4 separate regions of the Mus musculus genome follow, and regions 2, 3 and 4 are each linked to region 1. Evidence: chromatin contacts called from public Hi-C, HiChIP or PLAC-seq and promoter capture Hi-C data. All regions are on one chromosome and are shown on one strand. Each heading gives the region's core, a stretch centred on a gene start, on an enhancer-like site or on the middle of the called end of the contact. The rest is flanking DNA. Distances are from core to core; before and after follow the strand shown.

The links. Promoter capture Hi-C pulls out the DNA fragments that hold promoters and counts their contacts. Hi-C and Micro-C count contacts between places; a contact is called where the count stands out from the background. HiChIP or PLAC-seq counts read pairs in DNA pulled down with a chosen protein or histone mark.
Region 2: a contact with region 1 is called in a Hi-C map of B cells, with 10 read pairs. The contact joins the promoter of Zbtb7a here to the promoter of Atp5d in region 1. A contact is called at or near these places in 1 of 39 promoter capture datasets (liver), 2 of 484 Hi-C or Micro-C datasets (B cells and cortical neurons), 4 of 115 datasets of contacts at active chromatin or transcription factors (astrocytes, bone marrow-derived macrophages, embryonic forebrain and 1 more) and 1 of 9 other capture datasets (adipose tissue).
Region 3: an H3K27ac HiChIP or PLAC-seq map of regulatory T cell precursor shows a contact between it and region 1, with 5 times the contacts expected there. The contact joins the promoter of Map2k2 here to the promoter of Atp5d in region 1. A contact is called at or near these places in 2 of 39 promoter capture datasets (liver and pre-B cells) and 3 of 115 datasets of contacts at active chromatin or transcription factors (astrocytes, pancreatic cancer cells and regulatory T cell precursor).
Region 4: a contact with region 1 is called in a promoter capture Hi-C map of liver, with 2.8 times the contacts expected there. The contact joins the promoter of Lmnb2 here to the promoter of Atp5d in region 1. A contact is called at or near these places in 4 of 39 promoter capture datasets (the SN4741 cell line, embryonic stem cells and liver) and 1 of 484 Hi-C or Micro-C datasets (embryonic stem cells).

What each region holds. Positions count from the first base shown.
Region 1 is chr10:80,140,472-80,143,970 of GRCm38.p6, forward strand. Atp5d (ATP synthase, H+ transporting, mitochondrial F1 complex, delta subunit) reads left to right here and starts at 1,844. Exons shown (of 4, transcript NM_025313.2): 1 at 1,844-2,135; 2 at 3,361-3,499. The coding sequence starts at 1,995.
Region 2 is chr10:81,134,575-81,138,073 of GRCm38.p6, forward strand. It overlaps Zbtb7a (zinc finger and BTB domain containing 7a), which reads left to right and starts at 1,697. Exons shown (of 3, transcript NM_010731.3): 1 at 1,697-2,125.
Region 3 is chr10:81,104,071-81,107,569 of GRCm38.p6, forward strand. Map2k2 (mitogen-activated protein kinase kinase 2) reads left to right here and starts at 1,845. Exons shown (of 11, transcript NM_001347144.1): 1 at 1,845-2,168. The coding sequence starts at 2,077. It overlaps Mir5615-1 (microRNA 5615-1), which reads right to left and starts at 603; the gene lies at 544-603. Mir5615-2 (microRNA 5615-2) reads left to right here and starts at 546; the gene lies at 546-605.
Region 4 is chr10:80,916,459-80,919,957 of GRCm38.p6, forward strand. Lmnb2 (lamin B2) reads right to left here and starts at 1,787. Exons shown (of 12, transcript NM_010722.5): 1 at 1,506-1,787. The coding sequence starts at 1,760.

The sequences.
Region 1 (3,499 bases), core at 594-3,093:
ATTTCAGTGAAGGGGATTAATCCACAGACCCGAGGCTGGCCTGCACTACCAGGATAGACTTCCGAACCCAACCAGGTTGGTCTCAAGCTCATGAGTGTGTCAGAACACATGGATTTTCCAAATACTAAATATTCTGGGGGGGGGGGTCGTGAATTTACATGCCTTTGAAGGTCAGAGGAGGATGTCAGATCTTCTGAAGCTACAGGCAACTGTTAGCTGTCCCCCATGGGCACTGAGAATGAAGCACACGTCTCTTGGAAGAACAGTGCTCGTTGCTGATCTCTGAACTATCTCTCCAGCACCCTAGGTTTAGTTTTTAGAAGACTTGTCTGGTAAGGCACAGTGGCCATGGGGGTAGGAAGAGGACACTCACCACCGGACAAGCATGATCTTTCTAGCGTTGAGTTCTTACTTCATGGAGCATTTGAGTAGATATGGGATCCTGGGACGGGTATGGGTGTGTGTGTGTGTGTGTGTGTGTGTGTGTGTGTGTGTGTGTGTGTGCGCGCGCGCGTGTGTATCTGTTTAAGAGCTGGAGTAGGGAAGGGAATGGGGTTTCTAGCTGCCCACTGCCCAGGGAAACTGTCCAGATTATAGAGACTGGGAACTAGGTGTCTCTCATAGAGATTGATTAAGGCCAGGACTGCTGGCTTTTGAGCAGGTCTGCGTGCCAGAGTCTCTAGTTAGTAGAATAAGTTTGTAGTCTAGCTTGTAGTCTTGCATCTGCCAGGCTCTGGTTCAAGGGTGACCACGACCCTCTAGCTGCCAGCTGCTCCTCTAAGATCCAACAAAGCTAATGGCTTTCCTTCTGTTTGCCCCATCAAGCCTATGCCTGCATTTTCTGTGAACCTACGTGGTGGGGCATGGGGACCAAGAGCTGAGCGGAGGCCGGAACCTGCGTGAGTGCGGGGGCAGGGTGATGACGTCATGACCGAGAGCGAGGCTGCGCGGACAAGACTGGCGTCAGTGGGGCCCCTTGGCCGCCTGCGCACGGGCTCCTGCGTCAGTGGCACGCAGGGGCGGAGGCCCGCAGGGAGGGGACTGCGGAGAAGAGCGAGTACATCTCCAGGTTTCGCGCGCCCTCTGCCGCCATCCGGTGCACTTCTTTCCTGGCACGACCTCTCCCCAGCACGCACCGCAGCGGGCATCATGAAATTTAATTATTTATTTAGCAGCTTCTCATGATGTAGTCCTGGTTGGTCTCAAACTCATGGAGCCCCGCTTGAGTCTTCCTCCGGGGAGTTGGGATTAACTGCGCCTGGCATATGCATATATATATATGTGTGTGTGTGTGTGTGTGTGTGTGTGTGTGTGTGTGTGTTTCGAGATAGGATTTTTCTGTATAATCCTGGCTGTTGGCTGTCCTGGAACTCACTCTGTAGACCAGGCTGGTCTCAAACTCAGAAAGCCGCCTGCCTCTGCCTCCCAAGTGCTGGGAATAAAGGCACGCGCCACCACTGCCCATCTATATTTGATGCACTTTTGGAAATAGGTTGTTCCGAGTGCGGGGATTGCAAGAGTGTGTCACCGCACTCTACATTTTAATTCTTCTGTTCCAACACGTTACAGGTTTGCTTCTTCTGGGCCTCGAATGCTTGGCACCTGATATCAAGCCCATATCATTTCCGCGCAAACATTCCCCTCCTGAGGGAATATGTTCGTTTGCAGAAAGAACCGCATCCCAAGAACCCAGAGTCGTTTGCTGTTAGAAGGCGAAGAAAACTACAATTCCCAGAATGACCCACCCGGCATAGGAGGATCCCACTTCTAGGCATCACTGCAAGGGGTGGGGCCAAGGGAAAGTATACCTCCCAGAATGCTCAGCGCGTACTGCATCGCGCAGCCTTCGGAGAATCCTGTGCGCGTGCGTTCTTGTGGGAACTGCGCCTCCCAGAAGGCACCGCGCGTCGTCCTTCTCCCTCCCTGAAGGCCGCCTCGCTTGCCCAGTGTGTCGGCCGCCCGCGAAGCTAGAGTCCACTGACTTTTCCGCCACCATGTTGCCCGCCTCACTGCTTCGTCACCCGGGCCTGCGCCGCCTGATGCTTCAGGCGCGTACATACGCCGAGGCCGCCGCTGCACCTGCCCCCGCCGCCGGGCCCGGACAGATGTCCTTCACCTTTGCCTCCCCGACGCAGGTACGAACTCACATCCCCCAGACTCGTCAAGCCCCTGATCTGACCCGTGGAAGAGGTTCTCTTGTATTAGGTCATTTGTTTCATCCCCATGGGGCCCTGTGAACCTCCCCCCACCCCAGACCTCACCCCTGGATGGGGTCACCTGGACCCAGGGCTCGACCTCAGTGTTCACTGAAACTTCATGCTCCACCCCTAAGGGCGTCACCTGGACATAAGACTCCACCCTCTGGGAGGTGGATCACCTATATCTGGAACCCAGATTTTGCCTTCACAAACCCTTCTGTTTTGGGGTGTTCTAGGCTCTACACCTTGGTGGTGGTCACTCAGGCCCTGTCCTTGGGTGTTGTACCCGAGATTGATATGAACCCCAGGCTCTACTCAAGGCTTAGGTGGTGTCACTTGGAGCTAGGATGAACAATGGAGCACAGAGCAATGCCTTTGGGTTTTACATGGCTCACAGTTTCTACCCGTGGGGGATTCCCCAAGTCCCCAAGCTGTTGCCCAGATAGGGGTCACCAGTACCCAGACCTGGAGCTCTTGGAAATTGCCTGGACCCAGATCCTGAAGGAGATTTGGACTCAGAACAGAAGCCTGGCCACTGTTGGGGTCACCTGGGATTGACCGAAGCTCCTCATCCTGTTGGGTTTGCCTGGACCAAATATCCTTTTTTTTTTTTTTCTTTAAAGATTTACTTATTTATTGTATGTAAGTAAACTGTTTGTTTTCAGACAAACCAGAAGAGGGCATCAGTTCTCATTATGGGTGGTTGTGAGCCACCATGTGGTTGCTGAGATTTGAACTCAGGACCTTCGGAAGTGCTCTTACCCACTGAGCCATCTCTCCAGCCCTGGACCTAATATCCTTAATTGGATAGACCTTAGCCAAGGTTTTACCAACTTACAGCCATGCTATTTGTAAGCCTGGGTTGGTTTTACACTTTTGACTACCTCATAGCAACTTCCTGAGTGGTTGTGAGACAGCCTTTGGGTTTCTCAGAAACCCCATACCAGGGGCTGGATCAGCACGCTGCACTACACTGCATTGCCCTCTGTTTCAGTCACCTCTTCTAGACACTCTTTTAGACATAGACATTTCACAGGTGAGCAAGCTGAGTCTAATGTCAGCTCTTGGTAGTGTCTGTGTCCCATCAGAATTCCATCCTCTCTGTGCCCACTGTACAGCAGGCATGGGATAATGCCTACCCCATGGTGTACACTCTCTGCAGGTGTTCTTTGACAGTGCCAACGTCAAGCAAGTGGACGTGCCTACGCTGACTGGAGCCTTTGGCATCTTGGCATCCCATGTCCCCACACTACAGGTCCTACGGCCTGGGCTGGTAGTGGTTCACACAGAAGACGGCACCA
Region 2 (3,499 bases), core at 447-2,946, 990 kb after region 1:
TATTTGGGTGTTGATGGGTACATTTATTTATTTTTATTTGAGACAGGGTGTCACTGTAGCTCTAACGGCCCTAGAAATCGCTGTGTAGTCTGGCTAGCCTCGAACTCACAGAGATCCACCTGCCTCCTGAGTGCTGGGTGTGCTGCCACGCCCGATTGAACCGTACTTTTAATTCGGTTTATAAAAATGTGTTGGTAAATGCGGGGAGGGGGTCGATGCTTTGATGTAAAAGAACAAAAGAAAAACAAAACTAACATACCGGGCTCCCTTCGACCTGGGGCAGTTTGTAAATATTATCAACAACAGAAATAACAATGAATGAAAAATAACTAAATTAAGGACCGGGCATTTGGAGGCTGACATCTCATATTGTGACAGACACACTTAAAGCTAAAGCAAGGATGGCCAGTCTCCATACGAAGGGGAACTGAAGGGGAAACTGAGGCCAGGCGCTGGTTCTAACTCCCCGCTCCGCCCCCTCCCCAGAGCCAGATCCACAGTCAGGTCGTCTGGTGGCTGTGGCGTGCTGGAACCCGAACCCAGCAGGCCTGGTGAACCGGGATGTCGCCTGTCCCCTCCTCTGCCTTCCCCTCCCTCTCCAGACCTCTCCCACGACCAGAGAGGAAGTGGGAGAGAAAAGGACAAGGGGGTGAAAAAAAAAGAAAGAAAGAAAGAAAGAAAACAGAAAACGCAGGGTTGGATTCGCACTTTCCTACTTCCCACCTCTGTCCTGCGGAGCTGTGCGGCGCCCCTGCGAGGGTCCGGGTCCACGCCCCACACCAGCCGGGCCAGCCAGCCGGCTGCGGGGAAAATTACAAGGCCTGGAAAACAACCGTCCTTCCCCGCCCCTCGCCAACCCCTTCCCCGCGCTACGCCCCTGGCACAGCCGGGTGGAGGCGACTGTTTTATGTAATCGCGGGGCGGCAGGTTTGCTGGCTGGCTGCACCGGTGAGGGCGGGACCCCCGAGCTCAGCTGACATTTCGCGGCCCTGCAAGTCTTCCCCTGGGGGGTCCCTGGTATGGCTTTGGTAATTTAAGGCGCAGATGGGGGCGGGGGTGGACGGAGACCCGACACTCTAAAGCAACCTAGCTGTACTTGCAAACTCTGGGTTCCTCGCAGTTTGAGTAAACTGAGGTTTATGTGGGGGTTAGGGGACCTGGAGCTCAAATGCAGACTCTGATCTTTTTTCTTCCTTTCCTGGGTTCTTTGCACTACTTGGGTAAACTGAGGCCAAGGATGACAGGAGCGCCGATGCAACCTCGCCGACCTTGCAACAGACCTTTTCTTCTCCTTTCGATTCCTTGCATTATTTGGGGAAACTGAGGCTCAGAGAAGGGAGATGCGGTACCATGGCAGCGCCCTGGTGGCCTTGGAGAGAGGTGTGAGGCAAGGGACCGTCACTTCCTCGCCTTCATCTCAGCTCCTTGGGCCAGAGGGCCCCTTACGCCCCGGCACCCAGTCCTCCGGGTGCGCACCGCACTCCCGCCCCCATTGCCAACCCGGTCCCGCCCCGCCCCGGGCTTCGGGGGCACAGCCCGCGCCCCCTGAACCCCGCCCTGCGCGCACAGGCCGGGGCTGTTTATCTGCGGCCCCCACCCCCTGAACCCGAGGGGCCCCTCTTGCCCGCCCCCAGCACCCTGGGGTGCTCCGGGCCGTAGATAAGCCAGCAGGCTGGCACGGCGCCGCGCACGGGGCGGAGAGGTCACGGGCTTGCCAGGGGAGGGGCCGATGGGTCGGGGCTGCGCCCCCCGCCCGCCCGGCACCCCCAAATCCCTAATCGCAGCCCGATCTGCTCTCGCGGCGCAGCCCCGCGGGACGTGGCAAGAGCCGACCTGCAGAGCCTGTTCTGGCCGCGGTGGCCGGGGGGGCGGGCTGGGCGTGGGGGTGCCGGCGCTGCGGCACCTTTAAGACGAGGGAGGACCCCTCTTGCCCTCGGACAAACCAGGAAGGGAGTCGCGAGCATCATACGGGGCTTTGCGTACTGTACGGCTACTGTAGGGGCAGTGACGCCGCCGCCCGCCCGAGCGAGGTCCGCGCCGCGGGCTGCCCCGATCGCGCGTCCTCCGGGCTCGGGTCCCCGCGAGGTAAGCTGCCCGGGCTGAAGGGGACTCCTCTCCCGGAGAGGTGGGTTTTGTTTTTCTTTTTTTTTTCCTTTCTTTCCTTTTTAATTTCCTTGCAGGGTGGGGACGCGGCCGGGGGCGCAGTGCGCACCCCGAGAGCCCGTACGGAGCGGAACGGACTGGATGGGGGATCTGGGGCGCCTCCGTAGCTCAGGGGTTCTGGAGACCAAGATTGCCCGGCCAGAGCCGAAGAGGAGTCGGGAGGCGGGGGGGCTCCGCCCGGGTCCCTCCGGGGCGAAGGGCACAAGCCCGCTCCCGATCCCTCCTCCCTACTCGGGCGGCACGGCCTCAGGGTTCCCGGCGCGCGGCCCGCGGGGGAGGGGAGCCGGGCCTCACCGAAGGCGAAGGTGGGGGCTGAGGGGTGCGTCGCGTGCTAAGTTTGCAATAGGGCCCGGGGCGCGCCGCTCCCCTTTCCGAGTGGTAGTGGGCAAGCGGGGGGCGGGGAAGGCCTATCCGGGATTGCGCGCAGACGTTGGAGTTGGCCAGGATGGAGCGCCTTGGCGGAGGGGGGGAGGGGGCTGACAAAACAGGGAGGGGGGCTTTGCAAAAAAAAAAAAAAAAAAAAAAAAAAAAAAAAAAAAAGGCCCGAGAGAGGCGGAGGGAAGGGGTGAGGGGTGGAGTGTCTGGGAGGCGGGCGCGTCGTCGCGGTTCTCCTGGGCTCTGTAGTTCTTTCGCTTATCTTCAGTGCTTGTTGTTTTGGAAGGTGGCCTTGGAGAATAAACTACAAATCCCAGAGTGCCTCGCGATAGCGGCGGGTCAGGGAGGGGCGTTGCGGAGGAGGGGCGGTGAGTGGCAGACCTGAGGGCCAATGGATACTAGAAATCGTCCGGCGCGGCGCTGCATGGGGGTGGAGCCTGCGTTTGGGCGGGGCCTGCGTGCAGGGGCGGGGTTTATGCAGAAGAGGCGGAGCTTCCGCGGCTCCCTCGCCCGGGGCCGGTGGCGGTCCCGGCTTCCGGCTGCCGCCCCTCCCCTCCTGTTGTGTAACCGTTCTTAGCCCCCCCCCTCCCGTTCGATATTTTAATTTTTCCCCCTTCCCTTTAGTTCCGGACGCTCAGGGAGGAGGAGAAAGGTTCCTCCGCAAGACTGGAGGTTCCCTCCCCAGGGGAGGGTGTGGTGTCGGGGGGCCTCGGGGCTTCAGGCGAGGCCGGGGATGCGCGGCCTGGCGCGGGCCGGGCCGGGCGCGGGGGAGGTGACGGGCGGACCCAGATCCGGGGTAATTTGCATCGCCCTCCCCCCAGCCCGGGTGGGGATTGGCCGGGCGGCGGCGGAGGGTGGCGCGGGGCCGGGCTCAGCGTCGCCCGCCGGGCCTCGGAGCCGCCAGCCCGCCGCAGCCATCGTCACGGTCGCCGGCGCCCGCGCGCCGCCCGCGAAGGAGGTA
Region 3 (3,499 bases), core at 595-3,094, 960 kb after region 1:
TCCCATTGCGGGTCAATAAAGATTACATGGAGCTGAAGTGGAATAAGGGCATGTTCCCGGGGACTGCTGGAAAACAAGGCAGAGCTCGAGACCCCAGACATATCTGAAGTGCAAGCATCCAGTGAGCAGGGCAGGATACTCCTGACAAATGAACGGACAACTGGGATCGGCAAGAGGGTCAGCGGGCAGAGGAGCTTGCACCCAAGCCTGAGGCCCTGAGTTCAATCCTTTCTACAGAGTAGAAAGAGAGGGAAGGCCCCTGCCTAGATCTGCTCCATGTGCAGCTGGTGGACAAGGATTTTCGATTGGGAAACCGCTGTGGTGACATTTATGGTGTTTTGAGGCCCGGACTTCTGTCTGCAATGATGCATGAAGGCAGATGTAAACCAGGTCTCTCCCCAGCTTCTCCTTAGCAGCTGGCCTGGGAACAATCCACAGACTTATAAAACAGTAACTGAGCGGGGCAGGCTCCACTGGGCAGAACACTCACCTGGGTTCCACTACCAGCCGCAGAAAGTGGTCCCTTGTTGGGCTACACCCCAGTCCTTGGTTGTTTTCTGAGACAGAAAATGAGACTCTTTTCTGTCTCAGAAAACAACCAAGGACTGCTCTTCCAGAGGTGTTGAGTTTAATTCCCAGCAACCACATGGTGGCTCGCAACCATCTGTAATGAGATCAGATGACCTCTTCTAGTGTGTGTTTGAAGACAGCTACAGTGTACTCATACATAAATAAGTAAATAAACCTTAAAAAAATAAAATGGTTTGTTCTCACAAAATTGTAACAAAAAAATACATTCTCAAAGTCATTGAACTGAATAAAGGCTGTAGCCAGGTGAAAGCCTGCTTGCCTCCCTGGTGGGTTTCATCTTTACCATCTGAGAGGTAAAAAAACGCGGAGAACTTCCTTGTGAGATGCTGTCACTCAGAACAAACTTCATGGCCACCGTGGGCTGCAGAGCAAGACCCTGCAAGTCTGATTTCCATGTGCCTGCTCAAGAGCCCAGAGCAGGGGTTTTACTATGTATCTGTACACTCTGAATTCCAAGAGTGTGACCCTGGACAAAGAACCAGCCCTGAGTGGTATGTCTACACAATGGAATGCTATTTGGCCAGGAAAAGGACGAGAGCCCTGCCATCCAAACCATTGTGGATGGACCTTGAGGGCAAAGGAAAAACAAGCCAGACATAAGTGACCCTAACCACAAGAAGTGTTCGGATTCACACACTGAAATGGTGACCGTCAGGGATGGGGACCAAGGGAATTTATGTATTACCCATACCCGAGCTTCAATGAAGGGCCGTGAGAAAGGTCTGTAGGGCTATGGGATTGTTGCAGAACAGTAAAACACTAGGGGTTGGGACTGGAGGATTGCAGGGAGTGGAGGTGAAGCCTGGACAACACAGTAACTTCGAGAACAGTGTGGGTGGGGTACTGAGGCTCTGTCTCAAAATAAAAACAAAAACAAACAAGCAACAAAACAAACAGCAGGAAGTAGGGCTCAGTGGGTAGCGCTCTCGCCTATAGGACACGGGGCCGCAGCAAAGCAGGAAGCAGGTAAGGTAGCTCAGGCCTACGGTCCCAGCGGCCAAATCTAGGAAAATATATGAAACTAAACAAGTCTGAGTCGACTGATGCTGGCAGGTCTGTCTCCTCGCGGTCCTGCCGTGTGTAACCCCACCCGCGTTTGAGACGCACACGCAGCCGACCCCGGGAAGCTGATCGTACAGACAGACGACTGCACCGCCGCAAACATTAAACACAGCGTCCGCCTCTGCCCTTCTACAGTAGGCCGGGGAGCCACCTCGCGCATGCGCCTCGGTTGAGGGCGGGACCTCGCAGAAAAAGATCTCGCGAGAGCTCGGCCTGCGAGCTTGTGGCCGCCCCCTGTTCCCCGACCTCCCGGCTGCGCTGCAGCGTCAGCTTCACTCGGCCTCGGCGTCGGTCTGCTCGCCCCGGCGCTCCGGGCTCGTCCGCCTTCCACCTTCTGCCCGGCCTAGGCCGCAGCCCCGGGCCCGCGTCGCGCCGCCCCCTATGGGCCCCGGCTGAGGCGTCGCCGCTGGCCGTGGAGCCCCGATGCTGGCCCGGAGGAAGCCGGTGTTACCGGCACTCACTATCAACCCTACCATCGCCGAGGGCCCGTCCCCCACCAGCGAGGGCGCCTCTGAGTGAGTAGGCGGGGCGTGTGAGGACAGGGGCGGGCCTCGGCGTGAAGGGGGCGTGACCACAAGTGGGGGTGTGGTCTGAAGGGATAGCAGCGCCCGGGAGGACAGGGGCTGGTCCTGAGAATGGTGTGGATGGAGGTGAGAGGGGCGTGGAGTTCGAGGGCTGGAACAAAGCCTGGTTGGGGGTCCGGGCATGGAGGGGGTTGTGGGGGGGGGGGTGGAGGCAGGGCCAGTTGGGTGAGTCACGTGGTGTGTCAGCTTGGCCCGGGGAAAGGGGCGTGGTCTAAGGTGAGTGGCCTGTGAGCTTAGAGGGCCGTGGCCTTTGAGGACTAGAACAAAAGCCTGGTTGGGGTCGGGGCCAGAGCAGTGAGGCTGGTGGTCTTATCAGGTTGGCCAGATGGGAGAGGGGCGTGGCCCAAGGGGAGAGCCCTGAGTCCTGTGAGCGTAGAGGGGCGGGGCCTCGGCCGGAACTTGGCTTTAGAAAAGTTGGTCTGGAGAGTAGCAGTGCCTGAGGCAGGGTAGGGATGGGGACAAGGTGCAGGGATCTGAGAGAATGGCTTTGGGAAAATCTCTGCTGTTGAAGGGGAAACAGGGGGCAAAGGGGGCGGCGTGGGTACAAGAGGGGGGCAGGTCCTGCAGGTGTTGGGACCAAGAAAGGGGAGCTAGAGAGAGGTATGACTTGGAGTAAGGAGAGGGGCCTGAAGAGAGGCAGGGCAATTGGAGACCCAAGAAAGAAGACGTCCTGAAGGTGGCCAGGAGAATCAGGGGAGCAGTGAGGCTTTCCGGGTGTGTGTGTGTGAGGTGTGGTATGGTTAGAGGAACAGAGGCCGTGCGGGGTAGCCTAGCCTAGCGCTTAAGACTGGGTACCAGGTGAGTGGAGCAGTTGAAGGCATGACTTGTCTGAGGAGGCAAGGCTGGCCTTGCAGGGGCAGAGGGAAGGAACCTGTTGGAAGAAGCAAGGGGAGGTGCAGGGGAGAGCCTGGCTTGGGGAGTACATGGTGACCTAGTGGAAAGTGGACAGTGCCCTTGGAGATGGGTGTGGGGGTAACAGACTCACTATGATGGGGTGGGATGAGCGATGCAGTTGGGTACAAAGCCTTCCTGAAAAAGGGTCAAGTAAGGACGATTGATCAAATAAGGTTAGGGATAAGGTTTTTTTGGGAGGAGAAGGGGAAGGCTGGTCTTCCTGAAGGGAAAAGAGGGGTGTCCCAGGTGAGGACAGCCTAAGAATCCTTGAGTGATACCAGACCAGGGAGGCCTCTGTCAGGAAAGACTCGGTGAGACACCCCTTTGTGGGCATATCAGCATGATGGAAGTGCCTCAGTCTGAAGGCA
Region 4 (3,499 bases), core at 537-3,036, 780 kb after region 1:
CACCTGGGTCTCCCAGGGCTGTGCCGAATGCGCCCTTACACACTGGGTACCCAAAAGTCCACGAGTCCTCTGAAGGGGATCAACACTGGATCAACACCTCTCCTCAGGGGCCCCAAATCTCCACAGCTCGAATAAGGATGGTCTTGCCTAGAGTGGTGCTCTCCCTCAGGGGTTCCCAGCACCCCTCACTGGGGTCCTCAGGGGTTTGGGTCTGCCAGGCTTGGTATTCCTCCCTCAGAGACCCTCAAAGCTCCCCAGGACAGCCTCCAGACAGCACTTCCTTAGGGTCCCCTAGGGTCTCATGGGCCCCTAACTGGGGAGACTTGCTCAGTCTCAGCACATTACCTCTGGGGTGTCTTAGGAATCAGGCAGGGTCCTTTAAACCTATGACCCTGGGTGGGCAGGGCTTTCCTGCCTATTCATGGAATGTGAAGTGTCCCCCAAGGTCCTTGAGACAGGGTTTCTCTGTGTAGCCCTGGCTGTCCTGGAACTCACTCTGTAGACCATGCTGGCCTCGAACTCAGAAATCCACCTGCCTCTGCCTCCCAAGTGCTGGGATTAAAAGCGTGCGCCACCACTGAGGGAAACACCCAAAGGTGACCTCTGGCTTCCACATGCACAAACACATACACACACACCCATACACACACACACCCATACACACACACACCCATACACACACACCCACACACACACACACACACCCATACACACACACACACACACACACACACACACACACACACACACAAGCCATCCTGATCCCACTCAGCTAAGCTTAGGTCCTTAGGACCCGGCTTTATTGAAGTTTTACCTCAGTCTACACGTCTCCTTTAGGGTCCCCATGTGAGCACAGGTTAGCTTCATCAGCACCTGTCTCAAGAGCGCCCGGGTGGGTGGGGCTTCGGGGGCGGGGACTAACATTGTTTACACCTGTCACTTGTCCCTAAAGTCCCTCCCATGGGAGGGATTTGGACCCATCTGCACTAGTCCCCTTCCCCGTCCAGACTTTAACCTGTGTTAGGGTTTTTGGTAGGCGGGACTTACCTGCCTGCACCAGTTCCTGGTCCCCCCAGTGGGTGGGGCTTAGCGGTTTGCACCTGTAAGAGATGTGTCTCCCCTCCCCTTGGGCGGCGCTCAGCGCTCTGCAATCGTCCCTGGGGTCTATGGTGGGCAGGGCTCAGGCCTATCACCCAACCCTGGGGTGTCCTGGTGAGCAAAACTTAGCTGTCGGCATCTGCCCCTGGGGGTCCCCGGTGGACTGGGCTTCAGCGTTATGCATCTGTACTGAGGTCCCCGGTAGGCAGTATTTAGCCCTTATATTCCAGCCCCAGAGTCCCCAGTGAACAAGACTCAGCTAGCTGTGCACCAGCCCCCGGGTCCCCTGTGGGCTGGGCTTAGCTAGTTCTATGCACCGTCTCCGGGATCCCGGGTGGGCAGGACTCCGCTCATTTCACCTATCACCAGGATCAAGCTCCCCGCGTCCCCGGTGCCGACCCACGTACCTCGCGAGTGGTCACCTCCTCCTTCTCGGAGATCCGGAGCAGCAACCTATCATTCTCCAGCTCCAGCGCGCGGACACGGTCGATGTAGTGTGCCAGGCGGTCGTTGAGCTCACGGAGCTCCTCCTTCTCCTGCAGCCGAGACAGACGCGTGGGCGACAGCGGCGTGGCGGGCCCCGCGTGGGGCGGCAGAGACGCCATGGCGGAGGTGGCGGCGGCGGGAGAATCACCTCGGTTGCCCGAATGCGGCGCGCTCATTCAATCCGCGCCGCGGAAGATGGCGCCGCCGCCCGCAGCGCGCCGGAATTTGTAGTCTCCTTGGCGCGGAGCACGCAGGGAGCCGTAGTCCACAGGGCAGCTTGCGAGGCATGCCAGGAGATGTAGTTTCCAGCTTTCCAGTAAAACCCGGGGTTTGGCAGTTACCCTGATTGCGGGTGGAGGAGGCGTTCTGATTTCTACATGTGTACAGATGCACACATGAAGCCACATAAGCGCACACACAGAAATCAATTAATAAATTAAACAAATGCAGAACAAATCGAACAAAAAGACAGCAAGGGTGGGTGAGATGCCTCAGAGGGTAGAAAGGCACCTGCTGCCAAAACTGATGGTCGAATTTGGATCGCTGAACCCTACATACGAGAAGACAAGCAATGCACACAATTGTCTCCTGGACTCCAATTGGGTTCTTCGAAAAACACAGAAATATGTGAGTTTGTGTTTTTGTTTTAATTAGAGGTGTCACATATGGGGCTGCTTCAGATAGTCTGCAGCAGCTGACTATGATTTGCTTCGTGCTCTAGCAGAGGCACGGTTTTGTCAGTTGCACATAGTTTCTGCGATTGTGACCTTAGGAATTATGGACACTTTTCAGAAGATATACAAATGTTATGGCCCCAAGACGGGCTTTGGTTGGTCTCTGTTGGTAACGGTTTGTTAACTAGTCGTGTGCAAAGAAGAAACAACAACAAGAAGAAATTAGATAGCCTGACAGCAAAATCAAACTTGCTCCAAGGAACTCAATGCCCCCAATCAACAGGAAATAGCCTAACAATAATGTCACCCCCTCTTCTCTCTGTCCTTTCCCCCCTCCTATCTAGTGTTAAGGGTTGAAAGGATGGAAAGAGGGTAGAAAAGGGTGGAAGAAAGAAGAACCCACAAAGTAGCCAAGTTCTGCTAAAGTGTCCACACACAGGAACATAGTAAACAAATGTAATTTTTAAAAGAGCCGCCACAAGGCAAATGTCCACTACTGTCTTCCCAGCACTGGCAGGAGGATGGTGAGTTTGAGGATAACATAGCAGAAACACAGGGCTACCAATGTGAGTCAATGTGTAGAGTGTTTGCCTGACTGAGGTCCTGGCTTCTATCCCAGCACCGTGGATGAGCCCCCTGCTCTCACCTCAGCACCAGGCAGATGGAGGTAAGAGAATCAGGAACTCAAGGGCAACCTCCGTGACACAGAGGGTGTGATGGTTTGTATATGCTCGGCCCAGTGTGTGGCACTATTAGAAGGTGTGGCCCTGCTGGAGCAGGTGTGGCACTGAGGGTGTGGGCTAAGACCCTCACCCTAGCTACCTCGAAGTCAGTCTTCCACTAGCAGCCTTCAGATGAAGATGTAGAACTCTCAGCTCTGCCTGCACCATGCCTGCCTGGACGGTGCCATGCTTCCTGCCTTAATGATAATGGACTGAACCTCTGAATCTGTAAGCCAGACCCAATTAAATGTCCTTATAAGAGTTGACTTGGGGCTGGAGAGATGGCTCGGTGGTTAAGAGCACTGACTGCTCTTAACTCGGAGGTCCTGAGTTCAAATCCCAGCAACCACATGGTGGCTCACTACCATCTGTAATGGGATCCAATACTCCCTTCTGGTGTGTCTGAAGACTGCAACAGTATATTCACATACGTAAGATAAAAAAAAAAAAAAAGAGTTGCCTTGGTCATGGTGTCTGTTCACAGCAGTAAAACCCTAACTAAGACAAAGGGTGTGAGGG